2 separate regions of the Mus musculus genome follow, and region 2 is linked to region 1. Evidence: chromatin contacts called from public Hi-C data. All regions are on one chromosome and are shown on one strand. Each heading gives the region's core, a stretch centred on a gene start, on an enhancer-like site or on the middle of the called end of the contact. The rest is flanking DNA. Distances are from core to core; before and after follow the strand shown.

Region 1 (2,700 bases), core at 88-2,587:
CTTAGAATAGAGACACACAGTGGCTCAGAAAAGCTATAAGGCAGAGCAGTGATATGTCATATTTTTCTACATATATAAGGATGCAGGAATGCTATGCTAACAATGATTCTTATCATCTAAAATTTTATAATAACAACTCAAGTATATTATAATCTAGCAATACCTAGCAGCCTTCTTAGAATTATGAGTTCTGTTTAATATTTAAAGCTGAAGTACTTCATGTGAGACTTATACTATTTCTGGAATACAAGCTGGTTCAGAAGTACAGATTACCTTCCTTGGTTTTATTAACAAATATTTGATTACATGTTGTTTATAGCAGCACTTACATATGTTGAAAATGTAAAAGTAAATTGGTGGCAAAGCGGTGTATTTAGTCCAATTGTTTGCTGTATAAATGGCTCTTAGGACTCCTTGTAATGGCTCTACAGATTACAGGCTGGAACTATTGATATGTCCTATGCATTTTATGACAGGATACGTCAAGGAAGGTTAAGATAACACTGCTGTACAAACATCCCGCTCTGAGATTATGGCTTTCTGAAATTCACTCTACTGCATTTTCATAATGAAAACATTCTATTCTGCACACAGTCTACTCTACAAACATCCTCTGTAAACCCCTTGAAGCACAAAGCCCCAGTGTCTGAAGACATCATGGGGGGGCATTGATAATTTGCAGACCCTCCCCTCCCCCGTGCCATTGATCACCCCCTCCCCCAAACTGGTGCATTTTACTGTTGCTCTGCCCCCATCTTGTCTTGAACAATTAATGTCCACGTTGGCACTGCCTATAACTCTGTTGCTGTTGCTTCAGGAAGTGCCCAGCTCTCCCTTCTGACAGTCTTAAAAACTGAAGACGACTTAAGTACACTGTTTCCTGATTTGCAATAATCCCAGGGGTTCGTCTGAGCTGAGTTTCTACAGTGGAGGAACCCAGGGGCCTTTGCGTTACCCTTGCGTTACCTAGTGGGAGAGGAGCAGCGATTCACCCAGAATTCTCTGAACCCTAACACAGGTTTGAAAACTCTTGATTTCACCCTCCCACTCACAAACCTCCAGTTCCCTGAGGGGTCAAGTGTCACACTGAACCTAGGCATGCATGCGATCCTCCACTGCTCTTTGCTAAAGAAAGGCCCCTGCAAGCTGCCATGAGATTGGGCGATACTCTTTCCAGAGCCTGCTTTCTGCCCCGGGAACCTTGGCTTCATCCTGTCGGTTGAATACCTGCAACTGTGTGCACAGCAACCAAAGCTTACTCTAGCAAGTGCAATGCTTGTCAATTGCCTTACCTGGGCTTCCCACCCTCCTGCTTTGTGTGAGCCGCAAGGGTTGCCGTCCAAGTTTCTCAGTGTGCCAGCGCAGCGCTGAGCCTGTATTTATGGGCAGAGCACACCCCAATCCCACCCACTAATCCTGTTTCCACAGGCTGCTAACTCAGAAGCAAACTTTTCCTCTCCCAAGCAATTGTCTTCTCTGGGTTAAGACGTTCCTTGTTTGTTTGTTTGGTCTTTTTTAAAGCAGTCGTTGAAAAGGCTGTTGATTTTGTTTGAGTACCAGCGTTTTTTAACTGTTGTTGAAGGTATTATTGTGAGTAGTTTTGGAAAAGCTGGGCAGTATGCCAAGTCCAGGTAAGCTTTAAATGAAGACGTTTGATTGGTCTGAAGGCTGATTTGTCTGTATGTGATTGGATAGAAGTTGTGGTTTATAGGTATTCATTTCCTCCCTCTTGGGCAGATTGCATTTATTTAGCTTTTTTTTTTTTTTTTTTTTTCTTAAGGATGATTCACAGTTCTAATCCTTCTTACAGTTATACAGCTGGCCATGCTCGATCACAAGACATGTTATTTTCCACAATATCATTTTTTGTGTGCGCTTTAATCACAGGTATAAACCCCGCAAATCATCGCCATGGACTCTTCAAACTCGGAGAGGTTATTGAAGAAAGGAAGGATAGGATAATGTTGTGAGCTAATAATGGCCCTGATGATTAATATATGTGTACAAATGTGTGTTTGTGGGTGTGCATCGCAACATCAGGAGATCACAAAGAATGACCACACAGTACCACCTCAGTAGCATAAAAGAATTACCCTCGCCTACGCATCTCAAAGCTACTGTAGATATTGGCTTCGTTTCAGGACTGATGTACCAAGGATGCCACAGATACCCCAGTATGTGCAGGATGTTGTAATAATTACCTCATCTTTGTTGTACCATAACCAGAGCTTTACCAGCATGAAATTAGACACAGGAATACTCCAGGATAGCTGTTATATCATTATAGTGAATTACAGCAAATTAGAGATGTTTTTAATTACCAAGAGGTATGGTTGAGATGTGTTTTAAAGGAATCCATGTGCTGTAATTCCCAGGACCTCATCAGATGATCATACACAGAGAGAGGGTCTTAAAGAGAGATTAAGCATTTGTTAAGTATGTGCAAGGCTCTGAATTTGATTCTAAGTACCACAGTAAGTAAATAAAATGAAAGTAATTGAAATAAATGAATAAGAAATTTAAAGTAAGTGAAATAGGTCATTAGACTGGGTTCTAATCTAATATGACTGTTATTCTCATAGGAAAGAAACTTAGGTCAGAGACACAGGCACATAATGACTTCATCTACAGGCCAAGAAGAGAAGAACCTAACGCTGCTGACACATCAATGGTCTGTGTGGAGCCTCCAGGATTGAGCGA
Region 2 (2,823 bases), core at 57-2,556, 89 kb before region 1:
ATTCCCTATGGCCAAGCATTCAAATACAGGGAGATTGTATTTGCAAAACTCTGTTTAACAGTGGCCAGGAATTGTCAGATTGGCAAGGCTGTCTTTGAACTCATTACCCCTCTGCTGCTGCCTCCAGGGTGCTGCCCTTCTGGGACTCCAGGTCTGAGCCACCACACCTGATATCAACCCTGTTTTTGATTGTCATATAGCACCGATCATAGCTTGGCAGGAAGTTGGTATTCAGTAAATGTCTGAATGAGTAAACGAGCAAATGTGGATTAAAAATTCCTTTGTAAAAGGTTGAATTTCGGCTTATCCTCGTACCTGCTTAAATGCATGGGGAGCGCAGCCAGACCACTGCTCAGTGTTTTGATAGAAGGAAGCAGCTTTACTGCCATGCTGTGAAACCTATCACAATGATTCCATCATACATTTCTAATATAATCCCAACACTATTTGATATGTTTCGAAGTGTCACCTAGTTCTGTACCAGCCAACAAACACCCTTGTCATCACCTGACGTCCTGAGTTTGCCTCCTATACCCTAAATCAGGCAGAACCTACCACTGGCTTGGTCACTACCTCTCCCTAGTGCTCACGGCATCATCTGGAGGATCTGCTGACCATAGGCTGAGAACCACTAGGATAGATCCTTCCTAATCCTTTCCTGGAAAACCACTCTGAAGCAACCCTGTTTCCCAAGAATGAGACCATGAACAGATCAAAGGCTATTGAGGTTGGCAAGAGGGCTCAGGTGGTAAAGGCATTCAGTACTCAAACCTGACGGCCTAGATTCAATCTCATGATAGAAGAAGAGAACCCACTCTCAATAGCTGTTTTCTTACCTCCACACTCAAACTATTGAATCACACACACACAAATAGAAAATAAAATAAAATTTAATTGTTTTAAAGACTATTCCATAGTTTCTAGTTTAGCTTTTCCAAACGCCTTCTCAGAGCGGTAGGAGATTGCTCTCTATCCCAGGTTGGCCTCCAGCTTTAGAACAGTCAGCCTCAGCCTCCTGGACCATTTGTCTGTCTCTAAAATAATCTTAAGAGCAGAGCTGGAAATAACTCAACTTCTTAACACTATGTAAAATCCTGAGTACATCCTTGTTCCTTTGTCAGCATTTCTTTACCCATTAGCAAAGAAACTCTGTGGGTTTGCTAAGGATAGGTCCCAAATGGTTAGCATCGGAATCTCCTGGAAACCATCAAAAGCACAGGCTTCCCGAATCCACTACTGACTTCTCAGCCAGTCGCTGGCTCTCCTGGACTCTGAGGCATGGCTGGCTTGAACACAAAGCCTCAGATGTCAACCCATCTTGAACACATCCCTAAAAAGGCAGAAGAGCAGAGATAGGCTCAGGCATTGGTACAAGGTAAGGAACTGGGAAGATGATATATTTCATTTTCCTGGTTAAAAAAACAAAACAAAACAAAACAAAACTGAAGGGCAGACTGAAAGAGAAAGACAGGGCAATGCAAGGAATGTTTCTGGGGACAAGGTGACCTGGCATCTTTAGTAGCTCTTCCCTGACGTCAGTTAATAGATGTCAGTGGCCTGTGGCTGTATGACTCACCTTGAGCTGCAGAAATAACTGCTAGCTGTTATAAACTCATCCGCAAGCATGTGGGAACACCTTCTGAAAGCCAGTTTTTCTCAGCTTTTTAAATCTTATTAACAAGAAAATAATATATTCAGGTTCTTTCTTTTTCCCTTCCTTCCTTCCTTCCTTCCTTCCTTCCTCCCTCCCTCCCTCCCTCCCTCCCTCCCTCCCTCCCTCCCTCTCTCCCTCTCTCCCTGCCCCCTTCTTTCTTCTTTCTTCCTTCCATTATACTCAACCATCACTCATAACAGCAGGTTCTCAGAATTCGGTGACCCTTTGATGAAGTACAGCAGAACTATGAAATCATGCTTGCTGTCTCATTTGAACTGATGTTCAGTTAACCTTATGCATCCGGAGACCACCTATCCAGGGAGGAGTACTGTCCAGGCTGGGCTGCAACCTCATACGTCAGTAAGCAATTAAGACAATTCCCAAAAGACATTGCAATGAACTAATTTGATCTGGGCAATTTGTCCATTCCGGTTTTCCTCTTAGATGATTCTAGGCTATGCTGAGTAGCCAACACTAAGAAGGATAGGTGGGGTATTGTATAAATATCACTGAGACATTGGTGGGTGGTAATGTCTTGAGATTAAACACCTATAGTGAGTTGTTTTTTAATTTGCCCATTATAGCATTAATGGAGAAAATATATTAAATTTCCTATGATTTTTAAACCATTGGATTTCAATCTACAAACTTGCAGTTTTCTCTTGGTGTTCTCTCTGCATTTGTTCCTCCATCTCCTTTCCTGGTTCCCTTTAATTTACCTGAGGATTTTTCAGACTTCCATTTTAGGCCTGGGTAGTGGCACATGTCTATAATCCCAGTACTAAGGAGGCTGAAACAAGAGGATCTAGTTCAAGGCCAGACTAAGTGACATAATGAGTTGGAGGCCAGATTGCCACATAGTGAGACACCATCTCAAAATAAGAAAAACAGCAGTAGTAGTGATACAACTAATAATTACAATTTATCCATTGTCTTTATCTACTTTATATTGCCTTTGTCATGATTACCATAAGGATTTACCATGTACAATTTAAAATTATAAGTAGAGTTATTATTATAAGGCTTTACATGACACACGAAGGCCTGATTCATGTATGTCTAGCCTCTAAAATGTCTAGCCTCTCAAATCTTTTATAAAGTAGCTGACACTGAGGTCACATCCTTTCTGTATTTTATTCTTGTGTATACTTAGCCAGTTAGACATGACA

Evidence for each region. Hi-C and Micro-C count contacts between places; a contact is called where the count stands out from the background.
Region 2: a contact with region 1 is called in a Hi-C map of uterus. The contact joins the enhancer-like site here to the promoter of Agr2 in region 1. A contact is called at or near these places in 1 of 39 promoter capture datasets (pre-B cells), 8 of 484 Hi-C or Micro-C datasets (the G1E-ER4 cell line, bone marrow, cumulus cells and 3 more), 1 of 115 datasets of contacts at active chromatin or transcription factors (embryonic stem cells) and 2 of 9 other capture datasets (liver and pancreatic islet).

Annotation. Positions count from the first base shown.
Region 1 is chr12:35,991,562-35,994,261 of GRCm38.p6, reverse strand. Agr2 (anterior gradient 2) reads right to left here and starts at 1,337. Exons shown (of 8, transcript NM_011783.2): 1 at 1,293-1,337.
Region 2 is chr12:36,080,509-36,083,331 of GRCm38.p6, reverse strand. No RefSeq gene overlaps it. Among named protein-coding and RNA genes, the nearest start is that of Tspan13, 39 kb to the right of the region's middle. Within about 2 kb of position 1,306, at least 13 of the 459 cell types and tissues checked have an H3K27ac peak or open chromatin away from gene starts, as enhancers often do. A contact at or near this core is called in uterus, where this site is marked.